2 separate regions of the Sus scrofa genome follow, and region 1 is linked to region 2. A link is a contact called in public HiChIP or PLAC-seq data. All regions are on one chromosome and are shown on one strand. Each heading gives the region's core, a stretch centred on a gene start, on an enhancer-like site or on the middle of the called end of the contact. The rest is flanking DNA. Distances are from core to core; before and after follow the strand shown. Region 1 overlaps COL4A2 (collagen alpha-2(IV) chain). Region 2 holds the start of RAB20 (ras-related protein Rab-20).

What was found. HiChIP or PLAC-seq counts read pairs in DNA pulled down with a chosen protein or histone mark.
Region 1: a contact with region 2 is called in an H3K27ac HiChIP or PLAC-seq map of alveolar macrophages. The contact joins the enhancer-like site here to the promoter of RAB20 in region 2. A contact is called at or near these places in 2 of 5 promoter capture datasets (fetal liver and liver), 19 of 47 Hi-C or Micro-C datasets (alveolar macrophages, blood, brain and 9 more) and 2 of 2 datasets of contacts at active chromatin or transcription factors (alveolar macrophages and skeletal muscle).

The regions. Positions count from the first base shown.
Region 1 is chr11:77,124,579-77,131,666 of Sscrofa11.1, forward strand. COL4A2 (collagen alpha-2(IV) chain) reads left to right here. Exons shown (of 48, transcript XM_021065909.1): 19 at 643-753; 20 at 1,155-1,304; 21 at 5,287-5,379; 22 at 6,529-6,692. Among named protein-coding and RNA genes, the nearest start is that of RAB20, 61 kb to the right of the region's middle. Within about 2 kb of position 4,258, at least 51 of the 83 cell types and tissues checked have an H3K27ac peak or open chromatin away from gene starts, as enhancers often do. A contact at or near this core is called in alveolar macrophages, fetal liver, liver and 3 more, where this site is marked.
Region 2 is chr11:77,183,816-77,190,530 of Sscrofa11.1, forward strand. It overlaps RAB20 (ras-related protein Rab-20), which reads right to left and starts at 5,078. Exons shown (of 2, transcript XM_003482931.4): 1 at 4,613-5,078. The coding sequence starts at 4,784.

The DNA.
Region 1 (7,088 bases), core at 3,008-5,507, 60 kb before region 2:
TTTTATCTCATCTCCTCCTTCGCTCCCGCTGCCTCAGCTCTTCTCCGACCTGATTTCCCACAGTCCCGTTCAGTTGCGCCCGGAACCTCCAGGTGTCCTGCTGTGTCCTGGCTGATGTCGCCTCGGGAGGCCCTGCCCCGACAGTCCTCTGCCCTCCCTCCCCGACATCCACCCCGCCACCGGTCCCCTTCTCCGTGAAGCCCGATGCCTCACCCTCTCTGACACTGGGGCTGTGATTCCATCCCCACACGTGCTTTTACGCGACTCAGGTGTCATCAAAGTGTGTGACACTGAGCCCCAGACACACTCAGAGCTCAGAAGGGCTGCCACTCCTATCATTTCCATTCTCCGGGGCCCTCGCTGTCAGCTTTTACCCCCAATAACCATCCCTGCCTTTAATCCCCTCTTATGGCATTCTGGGCCCCTCTGGTTTTATAGTATTTATGGAAATCATGTGTCAGCCCTATTTGGCTGGGAACGAGCTCCTGGAAAGCAGGGGCCACCACAGATGTCACATCTGGAGCCCGCTGTGCCTGGTGCCTTGCAGGGGGTGTCAGGAAACATGTGTTCAGGGAAAGTGAGTACCTGCTTCGAGTCCTGGTCGCCAGTCTTGTTCACACTGTGGGCCTGCCTTGGTTCCAGGTGCCAGAGGTGAGCCCGGATTCCCAGGAGCCCTCGGGGAGCCAGGAGCCCGGGGGGAGCCCGGAGACCCCGGCCCACCAGGCCTGCCTGGCACGTCCGTCAGAGATGAAGGTAACGAGGTTCCCGGGCACCAAAACTAAGCTGTCCCCTCGGGTCCCACATGAGCCTGTGGCCACACAGCCTTCCGGCCCTGTCGCGGGGAAATCATGCTTGGAGGTCGTCACGGACCCAGTCACTCCCTGACTGGGTTAGACCAGACCGCTGGCGGTAGCGGGCGCTTCTGTCACTTCTCTGAAAGAGCACAGGCATCGTCCAGTGTCACAGCCAGGTGCGACGGCAACACTCAGGCCGTCACGTGGGGGCGGAGAGGGGCTTTCTGAAGTGGAGAGACGGTGACGGAATGCCCCGGCGGTGTCACCCCTCATCCAGCCGGGGTCTCCCGTGGCCGGAGGGCCAGCGCCACGGGTTAACGTCAGAAAGCTCACGCTGCCACGATCGCTATTGGATTTCAGATGAGAAGAGAGGCCTGCCCGGCGAGATGGGCCCCAAAGGCTACGCGGGAGAGCCGGGCGCCCCCGCGCTGTACCCCGGCCCACCAGGAGCCGACGGAAAGCCGGGCCTCCGCGGTCCCCCGGGACCCCCTGGACCCCCTGGACCAGACGGTAAGTGGACAGACACTCGAAGGGCGTGGATGCCAGCGTCCAGACCAAGAAGCCGGGCCCTGGAGGGATCTTCACTTGGGCTTTTCTGCTAAATAGTTCCGTGAATAGGCAGTAGGCGGTGGCTTAGGGCGTCACCAGTGCTGTGGGTACAGACAGGAGGAGCCAGGGAGGAGGAGGGCAAGGCCTTGTGAGCGGCCTCGGCTGTGTCTCTGTGACATCTGGCCACTGGCTCCGGGGAGATGAGTCCTTCAGGGAAGCATCTGGGAGGTGCAGTCCGGAGGCCGCACGCTGAGAGGAGCAGGTGTCTGCACGGGAAGTTCCAGACACCGTCCTCCAGCCGAGGCCTCTGCCTGACCACACGCAGCCTCCCCCGGGGTGAGCCGACGTGCTGAGCCGTCTGAACCAGCCGCCCCCTGGGCCCCTCGGAGCCAGGGCTGCAGCTGCGCAGGTGGTGACGGAGGCCAGGAGTGGCTGCACACCTGTGACAGCATGTGGCAGCCACTGGCCGGGGCCCAGAGGAAAGAACCTGAAAACGCCCCCCAAAGCGGCTCTGCTCTCGGCTTCCCGGTGTCGAGTTTTGCTTTGGACATCACGACGTCAGAGAAGACAGGAGGTCGCTACTTCTTTCCATGCGACATGGACGCAATTCAGTATCTTCTTTTCAAAATGGCTTTCAGCTCCTGCCCTCACCCCCCATCCTCTCTGACAGCTTCCTGTCCTCATTCGCTGGCAGATGAGGCAGCATGTGCATTGAGGTTCAGTCGCAGGGGAGCTCGGAGACCAGGCTCTTGCTGCTTTCGGTCGATGGCTTCCCTCTGCTGACTCTCTAGACGGAAAGCTCTTGGAGGCCTGAGAAGCCCGTGGGTACCTGCTCCTTCCAGTGAAAAAATCGGCAGTCGCTTCTCTGACTCTAGCTCGGCTCCTGCCGTCAGTTTTTAAGTTGATGCGGTTCTGCGTTCCCAACTTCCTTCAACTACGAAACCAGATCCTCATTCTTTTCAGAACCTTCGGGTGCCGATATTTCCCTGGAACCGAGCCGCGTTCTCACTCATGTTTTTTATTATCCTGGCGGCGGATTTATTACCGTGACATCTGTGATGATGGCTGAGTTTCCATGAGCATTACATTTCTCGAGTAAATGGTTTCTGCCGAGTTTTCCTTTTTTGGCAACAGAACACGATGTGTTAAAAATAAGAGCATAAAAGTACGCCTCCCTACAAGACTGTGATTGAAGGCTAACCTTGCCATTGTTCCTGTAACTAAACTACGTTGACAGAGACACTAACACATTCCATCTGGCTTCGTAAATCTTGCTTAGTAACTCTGCAGTTTACGGACATACGTCATCTGTAAACGAAGCCACTGGTTTCGCCTCCATGTTGTTAACCGAAGGGAGAATTTAGTAAATCAATGGAAGGGCATCTTATACCTTTTATCAATTTAAAATTTCTTAAGCATCCAACTTAAGTTCTCCTTGAAATAGACACATTATTTCCCAGTTGTTTTTTAAGGCAGTCTCTTGTACAAAAAGCAGCCAACCGTGGTGGCCTTTTAAAATATTTTCGGAGTTCCTGTCGTGGCGCAGTGGTTAACAAATCTGACTAGGAACCATGAGGTTGTGGGTTCGATCCCTGGCCTTGCTCAGTGGGTTAACGATCTGGCGTTGCCGTGAGCTGTGGTGTAGGTTGCAGACGCGGCTCAGATCCTGCGTTGCTATGGCTGTGGCATAGGCTGGCAGCTACAGCTCCGATTCGACCCCTAGCCTGGGAACCTCCATATGCCGCGGGAGTGGCCCAAGAAATGGCAAAAAGACAAAAAAAAAAAATAAAATAAAATAAAATAAAATATTTTCAAGTAGAGTCATAATTTACTATCGATGACCTCGACTCCACAGAGTTCTTCACTCTCCCCCTGGACCGAGATCGTTGGTCCTTTTCTTGTTCACTGCATGTCACCTGGTTTTCTGTGCTGCCACTGATGGAAAGCAGAATTTGTAGTCTTGTGCAGCTCCAGCAAAGTCAGACCGGGAAGTCGTTTTTCTTTCTGAGCTGAACATTCCGCTGACTCCGGGTTCCAGCTCAGTTAACTGAGACGACTGCTGGGCCAGCTCCTTTGTGCCCTAGAATCAGTCCAAATTACCGCCCCGTTGTTCCGGCCACTGGTCTCTTGGAGGAAAACCGGGACGGAAACAGGGCGGGGGCGCCCGCTGTCCTTCAGGACTTGTTGGAAATTGGTAATGTAGCGGATGAAGAAAAAGCTTCGTTGGGGTGGGGGGTGGCCCCTTGAGATGGCCACCAAGTGCCCTTCCTGTAGATTTGCAAACGCTGCCAGGAACCCCCACAACCTCTCCGTCTGGGAGATTAGTTATTTTAATCTCACGTATCAGGAGAGCTGGAGACATAACATGAAGCCCGCAGTCCGCCCCTGGACGCGCCTGCCCTTGACCTGGTCACCAGGGACCCGTGCAGCCGCGTCCTGGGAGCCATTTGCCCCACCAGCAGCCTGCCCTTGGCCCGGGAGGCTGCCAGCGGCCCCTCTGCCCACCCTTCTCGGGCTCTGGGTCGCCTGCTGACTTCCTGAGGCTCCTCTGCTGGGTCCCCACCACCACCACCCTCCAGGAGAGGGCGAACTTTCTGTCTCTGTCTCGGCCCAGCGTACTCACGCATTCGCAAGAATTGCAATACCAGTCACGCGCCAGCTGTCCCTAAGTGTTCTGTGCTGTTCCCTCCCTGGCCCAGTTCTGGGCTCTGAGCTGCACGCCGTCCCGCGGTTAACCCAACACCTCGTCACCCCCGTGTGTCCCACAGGCATGGCCAGCTTTTCGTGTCCAAAACTGAGCTCCAGATCTCGCTCCCGTCCCCACCCCCGGCACCGCCCCCTCTCCCAGGGCCCCGCCCATCACACGCCCCAGAGCTGGAGCCCCGCCCTCCATCCCAGCCCGTGCTTCCCGGGCGTGTGCGGCCCTGTTCCCACCACGAGGTGGCGCTCTGCTCCGGAGGGACCCAGAGCGTCCTGTGGGCTCTTAGAGGCCATTTCTCACACCCTTGCCTGGACGTCCCTGTTTGGAATTCTCAGGGCCCTGCAGACGGGGCAGCCCTGCCGAAGTGCCCTGGTCCTAGGGAGGGGGGAGGGGGAGGCGGACGAATCACAAGTCATCCATACAGTTACACGAACTCACATGTGCATGTGTCGACGTGTGTGACCCCAAGGGGTGAAACGGAGGAGCTTGGGGCCTGGGGGGCGCGCCAGGTGCCCCTGCTCCAGGGAAGAGGGCAGGGCCAGGCAGCAGGCTCGTCTTCATGTCTTTTATTGTTTTGCTTGGGTCTGGTTTTTGTCATTCTGGGAACCAGCAGTTGCTGGTCTTAGAACCCATGACTTTAGCACACACGTAAAACGTGTAGTTTAAAAAATCCAAACTCTGTTGCACCACTGTGGTGCAACAGGATCGGTGGTGTCTCTGCAGCGCTGGAATGCAGGTTCGATCCCCAGCCTGGCACAGTGGGTTAAGAATCCAGAGCCACAACTGTGGCTCAGGTCGCAACTGTGGCTCAGATCTGATCCCTGGCCTGAAAACTCCAGATGCCACAGGGTGGCCAAAAAAGATACAGAGGAAAGAAGGAAGGGAGGGAGAAAGGAGGGAGGGAACAAAGGAAGGAAGGGAGGGAGAGAGAGAGGAAGGAAGGAAGGAAGGAAGGAAGGAAGGAAGGAAGGTTAAAGAAGAAATCCAAACTGACCTTAGGACTCAGTGTTTCTGCAAAGCAAAGATTTCTCTTCTAGACTTTAATAGAAACGAGGTTGGAGGTGCTCTCCTGTCTTTCCGCCCCTGGACGCCATGGCCACAGAGCAGCCTCCGTTGGGGTGGGCTGGGAGTGGGGGTCATTTTCTGTTGGGAGACTTACCCTTAAACCTTCTTATGCAGGTTCAGGGAGAGACGGGGTCCCCAGGGCTGTGTAACGTGTGTCCTCATGGGTTTTGTCTTCAGATTTCCTGTTCGGCCTCAAAGGCGCCAAAGGCAGCATGGGCTACCCTGGGCCTTCCGGTTTCCCGGGGGCTCGCGGCCAGAAAGGTTGGAAAGGTAAGAGTGCCGGGAGCCGCGGGCTGGGCGCCGTGCAGCCCTTCCAGCCCGCCTCGCCGCGTCTCTGGCTCTGAGGTGGGAATGAGCCCCCGCTTCCCCTCCCCCTGTGGACATCGCACTGGAACGGGCGGGGGGGGGCTCCGCATTTCCTTCGCACCCATCCCTCACCGTCTCTGTCCTGTCTGCCACCCTCAGCACCCAATTTTCAGGGAGCACAGGGCCCCACAGGGGGCAGAAAAGACCCACGGTGATTTGTTAGCCTGAGTTCAGATGGTTCATTCTGCTCCAAGAAAATGTCACCAGTATTTGCAAAGGGCAGCAGCCGGTGTGGCCCTGACGGAGATTAGGGATTAGGGCAGAGGTGGCGAGACTCCGGAGAGGCTCAGGTGCTGGCTCGAAGGTGGGGCCGTGAGAGCAAACTCTCCTGCCTTTTCCCTCCTCCCGCTGCCCCTGGGAGGACCCACCTTCCCAGGGGCGAGCTGGCCTGGGTCGGGGGGACCCCAGTAGGGCCTGTTCGGCTCCCCCACCCCGGGCATCCTGACGTTTAACCACCGGACCTCTGTGTGCCTGTGAGACACGCGGATGCATCCCGGTCCTCAGAGGATGGGGCACCCGCAGGAACCAGCCGTCCTGGGTAACTGGACAGCTCAGCCCCCTGGGAACCTCACCCTCTGTGCCCTGGGCCCCAACCTGACCACCAGCCACCAGCCTGCCCCCGCCCCTGCCGCCAGGCTCCCTGGGTCCAGCCCTGCCAAGACAGAGGGAGGGTGCATTTCCCCTTATCCCCCCGGACCTTGGCTTCCAGCCCCACAGCCACTGCCAGGCCGCCCTCCCTCCAGCTCCCCTTGACCCTGGACCTTCCTCCCCTGGCCCCCAAGGTCCCATGGTGGCTTCCCACAGCTACTGTCACCGAGTCCCCAGCTCTGGCCGCACCTCTGTGAAGGGTCCTATTCCTTACATACCTTCACTCAGCATCTCGGAGACCATTCCCTCAGGCTCCTTGTCCAAGGACGAGGGTGTGGGGACGAGAGTAGACGTGCCCTGCAGTGTGCCCGCCCCCCGCCCAGCCCCCACCTGCCTGCAGGGCCGGCGGAGAGCTTCGTGCTTCCCGAGCACATAACAAGCCCCCCACCCCCACCCCCGCTGCAGGTGACGCCGGCGACTGTAAATGCGCAGAGGATGACCAATTCGTCGGGGGTCTCCCCGGGCCGCCAGGACCCAAGGGCTTTCCAGGCATCAACGGGGAGCCGGGGCGGAAAGGGAGCCAAGGCGACCCGGGCCAGCACGGCATTCCTGGATTCCCAGGCTTCAAGGTGAGAGAGCCAGGAGACGACCTTGACCCCTGTCCTTGTCCCCACCTCCCGCCTTTTATTTACTGCGTTAACCCAGCATTAGAGCAGCCACCCGTGTGCACCCAGGCTCCACTCCAAAAAGCCACGCTCTACAAGAGGAACTTTAAAGCTTTTCCTGGCCAGACAGTGAAAGGGGGCCGCTGCTGGGAAAACAGATTGATGCTTCCTCAAAAAGTCACATGTAGGGGAGCCGGGCGACCCGGAAAGTCCCCTCCCAGGACAGACCCGGGACAACTGAAGCATGTGTCCATAGCGAAACTTGGGCACACATGTTCACGGCAGCTTTCATGAGACGACCCTGAAAGTGGGAGCAACCCAGATGCCATCAACTGCCGGATGGTAACAGACATAGCGCCC
Region 2 (6,715 bases), core at 3,828-6,327:
ATGACCCCGAATTGCCGGGCTGCGCCCAGCGTCACCGCGGGGCCTTTGGGTGTGGGAGAGGGGCGAGACAGTCAGGGTCCGAGGCACGTGGAGGGGGGAGGGCTCCCCCAGCCCCCGCCCAGCCTCAGGGGGGAGGGCGAAGCCCGGGCAGGCTCCAGAGCCGGGCAGGCAGGGAAGCGCTTCTTCCCCGAGCCTCCTCGGGAAAGGAACGCAGGCCCCCTGACACCCTGACTTTGAACCCGTGAGACCCGCTGGGGACTTCTGTGCGTTTCTAAGCCACAAAGTTTGTGGCGATTTGTTACAACAGCGGTAGGGAACTAACACAGGTTTTGACCCCGGGAGTGAATGCTGCTGAAACGAATGTAGAAGTGGCTGTGGAATTGGGCAATGCACGAGGCGGGGAGAATCCGAGGAGCGCGGGGGAAGGACCTAGACTGTCAGCAACCGCGGGTGGACCTCACGGCTTGGAGACCGTCACGTCGGGGGCTCGGAGGACGTGCGGCGCGGGGAAGCAGGAACCCGGTTTGTCCCAAAGACCCTGAGCGGCGCGAATGCACGACAGGCGGGACCCCGGGCATCAGGGCACTGCCAGCGAGGGCTCAGTGGAAATGAGAAGCATGCCCTTTGCCCTTTACCCTTTACTGCGAGCTGGAGCCGACGGGATCGTGGCAGAAATGGTCTTGGCGGGGGGGGGGGGGTTCCCGTCGGGGCGCAGAGGTCAATGAATCCGACTGGGAACCATGAGGTTTGGGGTTCGATCCCTGGCCTCGCTCAGCGGGTTAAGGATCCCGTGTGGCTGTGGCTGTGGTGGAGGCCGGCGGCTACAGCTCCGATTCGACCCCTAGCCTGGGAACCTCCACGTGCTGCGGGCGCGGCCCTGAAAAGACAAACAAAAAGGTCTTCAGGGGACTGACCGACACTGGGACACGGGGAATGCAAACGAGTCACAGCCACCCCACCACCCTCAAGGGGGTGGAAAGAGGGAGGGCTGAGTGCAGGGCATCGCCTGGGGAGGGGGCACCCCTGGATCCAGCGAGGGGCCTGCCCTGGGCTCCAGCTCTGGTGGAACGTCCCTTTGGGCCCACCCATCTCTTTCTCATCACCCTGCTGCATTTTCCTCCAAACAGTGATGGGATGTGTCTCCGGGCTTGCCCCTCCCCCCCTCTGGCACTGACGCCCACGGGGCAGGGACCCCAGTGGGGGCAGGATTTCCATCTGATGATCAAAGGACGGCATCTTTTCACAGCTCGGACCTGCCGAGGGGCAGGCAGAGAGGAGGTGCTGGTGGCTTCTGTTGGGCTGTCTCCTCACTGGGTGACCTCCTTCTGCTTCTGGGACTCAGCAAACCATTTCCAGGGACCGCCCCACATCTGTCCACCCAACAAGGCCAGGGTCAGAGAGGAAGTCCCTGCAGGAGGAGGAGGCTAGCTGGCCCTGGACCAGGTCTGGGTCCAACTCGACCTCTACCGGCTTCCAGCCCCGTCCCCCACTGTCACCTCCCCCTGAATGGGTCCTGTGACAACGGAATAAGATAACTACCTAACAACCAGTAAATCGCTACTCTGCTCTCCACTTCACACACACACACACCCTGCTGCTGGCAGGCATCGGGCAGCTAGCACTTTGGGGTTTGAAAGGACATGCCAAGAGCAAAACAGGAACTCTGACCCCTTACGAACATTTTTATTATTAAACTCTCTCCACCCCGTGACCAAGAGCAGCCTTTAAAACAGTCTGTCCCCAAAAAAGACAAAAAAGCAAAGAACAGTCTGTCCTCAAGCTGCTCCCCATCCCTCTGTGCCAGTTATAAAAACTAAAATGAACGCAACTCAGAAGACAATGTCTGTGGAATAGGAAAAAGGAGCAAGGCAAAAGGAGGGAAAAAGAGGGAATCCCCAAAAGCTAAACTTTGGAATTTCCAACAAGAATTCCAAAAAGCAGGAGCTCCTGCTGCGGCGCAACAGGATCAGCAGCCTCTTGGGAGCACTGGTACTCGGATTCAATCCCTGGGCCCAGCACAGTGGGCTAAGGATCCAGCGTTGCCACAGCTGGAGCTTGGGTGTTGACTGCGGGTGGGATCTGACCCACGGCTCTGACCCCTGGCCCAGGAGCTCCAAATGCCGAGGGGCGGCCAAAACGGGGGGAAAAGAAGAATTACCTCCAAGAAAAGATTCACACCTGCCTTTTCCCCCCAGGCTGCCGAGGGAGCCTGGCACCAAGGTGGACTAGGTCCCTGTTGACTCTGAGCCGAGGTCACCCTGAGCGAGTGTACACAGGAGGGTAGCAAGTGTGGAGACAGGCCCAGAGCACCCACTGCCCCAGGGGCCGGCTGAGCTCACATACGGGTTCCGGCGAGAAGGCAGCAGTCTCGGCAGCCAGGAAACGAGTCGCTGCCCCTAGGAGCCAGGGCATCACATCTGCCATACTGCCCAATCCTCAGGGGTCAAGATCTGGGCTACATCACGTCCTTGTCACGGAAGAGCAAAGTGGCTGGCCGAAATGACACTGCTCCTTCACACCTCAGATGCCAAGACGCTTGCTGGGACACCCTGTTCCCAAAACGCCACACCATGTGGTAACAGTCAGCCTCCAGCAGCACCGCCTCGAGGCTCTGAGTTTGGGTCCCCAGCGCCAACCCTGAATTCCTGTCTTGTAACCAAGGACAGCAGTGAGGTCCAACCGTTCATCCAAAGAAGCCTAAGGACCAGCCTCGTAAAAACAGGCAAAGTCTGGGTCGTGTTAACTTGATCTGGTTTCTAAAGCCCTCGTTCCATCATCACCAAACCCTTAGCACGGGAGAGTCAGCTTAAGCAAGGGACCTCGCAGGAACCTCCCTCTGCAGCCCGGAGGCGGAGAACGGAGCAGGGGAGGTACATCTGCACCCGGGAGATGCTGTTTTCACAGTGTGATTGCAAATTAATTAGTCAGGACGTTCACCAGCGCAGACAGAAAAGACAGCAACGGGCGGGGCGGGCCTCTGACAGTGGCCGTCATTAATTCAGTTTTAAACACAGGATGAGTTACATCTTGTTTATTCAGCAGACTGTGCGCCCGAGTCGGCAGTTTGAAAACTCTGGACAGGATCTTCTGGCATACATCTTACTTCTTAAAGTGCAGACATTTAAAAAGTCAGACCTTAAAGTTTCGGGCTTCCAGAAAGTCAAGTTCATTGAGAACAGGCCATACTATTTACAGTTTCTTTACTCGTGGTATCTTATTCCTTTCGTGGGGAAGGAAATATATTCTATTGTAACACCTCATGTCAGTGTAATTTTGTAGAGTTAAACTGTAAGCTTGAAGCAAGATCCTCCAGTAAACTGTGCTTTTGAAAAAGCACAAATATACCACACAATTACCTGCCTTAAAAATGCTTCTACAGGAGTTCCCGTCGTGGCGCAGTGGTTAACGAATCCGACTAGGAACCATGGGGTTGCGGGTTCGGTCCCTGCCCTTGCTCAGTGGGTTAACGATCCGGCGTTGCCGTGAGCTGTGGTGTAGGTTGCAGACGCGGCTCGGATCCCGCGTTGCTGTGGCTCTGGCGTAGGCCGGTGGCTACAGCTCCGATTCAACCCCTAGCCTGGGAACCTCCATATGCCGCGGGAGCGGCCCAAGAAATAGCAACAACAACAACAAAAAGACAAAAAAAAAAAAAAAAAAAAAAAAAATGCTTCTACAGAAAATCACTTCAAAAACCCCATAACGTCCATGAGCCTAGATCAAGCCAATGATAAGTGGGAAATGCAGATAAACTTGGCATTGAGGGAAGAGACCTCAGTTCTGCTTCCTATTTTCCTGCCTAAGCCCTCAGGGAATGTTGGGAGCTTCCGCTTTCTTTTCCTTTCGTCCTTTTTTTTTTTTTTTTTAAGGGCCACACTGGGGCATGTGGAAGTTCCCACGCTGGGGGTTGAATCGGAGCTGCAGGGCCGGCCTACGCTGCAGCCACACCAGATTGGAGCCACATCCGAGACCTACGCAGCAGCTTGCGGCAACACCAGATCCTTAACCCACTGAGCGAGGGCAGGGATCAAACCTGCGTCCTCATGGACACTAGTCTGGTTCTTGACCCCCTGAGCCACAACAGGAACTCCTGTTTTCTCTTTTGGAAGGAGATGTAATTATATCAGCACTGCTCACCCCTCAAGGTGGTTGTGGACAGCAGCTGAGCTCCTGTTGGTGGAAGGACTTAAATGCCTCGGGTTACCACTAGCTGTCTGGGCAGGGGTGCTCTGGAGCCAGATGCCCCTCGGGGAACACAAGTCACCAGCAGGTTCTCTTTGGAGCCAGGGGTGCTTTCCTGGATTGTCACTAAGATGTACCCAGTAGCTAAACGGCTGGTTTTCCAAAGAGCAAAGGGAAGTAGGAGTAGAAAGGGGCCAAGGGGGGCCCCACACTGTGACGAGGGGCCTGATCCCCAAGACTCAGTCACCTGCAGAGCAAGAGCAGGACCCCTGTGTGGGACAGGGGACACCTGCCCTGAGGGGAACTTGGCCCTCGGGCACCCCGCCCCAGGAGGGCCTGGCTCTGGGAGACCCCGCCCCCAGGAGACCCCGGGCCGTTCCCGACCTTGGCCCTGACAGCCGCTTCGCTCAGCTGGAAGCCCCTCGCCCCTCACCTGCAGTGTCCCAGATGGAGATGTTGTAGGAACGCCACTGCTTCAGGTAGAAGGCGCCGCCCACCGTGCTGACTGTGTCCGGGAAGCGCCGCTCCATGTACCTCTGCAGCAGCGACGTCTTGCCCACGTTCATGTCCCCCAAAAGCACGATCTTCCCGTCTGGCTTTCTCATTTTCCCGCAGGAGCCCCCCCCTTTTCCCGTGCCCTCTGCCCCCTGTGCCCGGGGCGCGGCAGGAGCAGCCAGGCTCCCCGAGAAGGCTCAAACTCGGAACTCGCGGAGACTAGGACTCGCGGGGACCCCGAACTCGTGGCGACCCTCCGGTCTGGACGCCTGGGAACGCGGAAGAGGAAGCGCGTGTCCGCGCTGGGAAGGAGCCGGGGACCCAGCCCGACGCCCACTCAAGGTGTCCAGACCGCGGCGGTCAGCACCAGGTCGGGGGCGCCCGGGCCCCGCCCCGCCCCGCCTCCAAGCCCCGCCCCGCCTCCAAGCCCCGCCCCCAAACCCCGCCCACCCAGCCTCCCGAGGCCCGGGCCCGCCCGCGCCCCGCCCCCGTGGACTTGGCCCTTTGGTCGGAAGGTGCTTTCTGCCTGGAAACCTTGGGCAGATTCGGACAGGTGGGAGCCCCGGCTCCCGGGGGCTCGAGCGAAGATGGAGACGGAGTCCCGGGAGGCGGGCCCCGGCTGGACGCCTCGCAGGGACGCGGCCCGGGCCTGCTGACCTTGGAGCCGAGAGTCCCGGCGGGGATGGGCCTCCAGCTCCCTCCCCCGCCCCAGGCTTCCCTCTGGGCCGGACGCGCGGAGTTTTCCAGAAGGGAGCGAATGTGGGACACCACCCTCCGACTGTCAAGGACTAGGAAGGAGCGGGGCTTGCTAGCGTCGTTTTGTTTTGTTCACTTGGGCAAGAAGCTCTTTTCTGAGACGTGAACAGCCGTCGCCACTCAAAACTTTGGAGGGGAAAGTCGACGTGGGCAGTTGCAATGACTGCCAAAGACATCTTTCCTCCTTTTGCTGATGGAGTGAACCTCGAAATGCTTCTTAACGTTCTCGGCGTGTGGGAGTTGGCATTTATTTGGGACAAGGGCGATGCCCTAGTCTGGACACCGGGAGGCGGTGTTTGCTGAAGCCGAGCGGTGTCCTGGGGTTCCGGGCGGAAGGGGAGTGGGGCGCCCTGAGCGGGGGAGGCATGAGGGCGTCTCAGCCGAGGAGGGCCGACCTTGAATATTCGGGGCTTTCTCTGCTTCGAGGCCTTCCCTGTTCCCTGTGGCCTACGCCCACGCCACGAGGCGGAACTCTGCCCACGGTTCCTGCCTCCGTCCCGCAGCACAAGCACCACCCTTCCCACGCCTTTCCGTCTCGGCCCTATCCTGCTTCATTTCTCAGGGCTCTCGAATAAAACCGCACTGTTTCATCTCTGTGCATCTCCCACTCTGGAAACTAAGCTCCATGAGGAAGGGACTTTTGTCTTCTGCTCACCACTCTGCCTGGTGGGGGTCGTCTCGCACAAAACAGCTGCTCAAGAAAGATTTGAGCCAGAACATGGTGGCTGAATTCACCATCCCGGTCTCAGCGGGCTCCGCACCTCCCTCCTGGGTCGTTCAAATTTCCCTGCGGACAGGGAGTGTGTTTTAACCAACCCTGGGTCTCTGCCCACCTTTCTGGGGAGCTCCCTCACTCAGTAAACAGGGGGATGATCCCACAAAGGCAGGTCAGTTGCTTCCTTTCTCGGGCATCTCTCAAGTGCTGAACTGAAACACAGCCCCAGCTCAATCAGGATGTGTTTTGTGTGTAGACAAAAGTGTTCATTAGCTGAATGTTGCCTCCACTCAAAACACTGGTGGCTTCTCATCAGGATTTCAGGGGCAAGGACAGTGCCAGCACATAGCCCAGTGCCTGGCATGTAGAATTCACTGAGCAAGTTCATTTAAAATTTTTTTTGCTTAATTGTCCAGCACTTTGGAAAACTAAATTTAACCAGGAGAATGTCCCCATATCAAATTCCAACCAGTCCTAAAAAAATGCCTTAAAAGACTGCTAGTTGTCTCAGTCCTCTTCAGGAAGCAGGACTGAAGAAGAAGTTAAAAGGTTGAAAGTCTGTTTAAACTA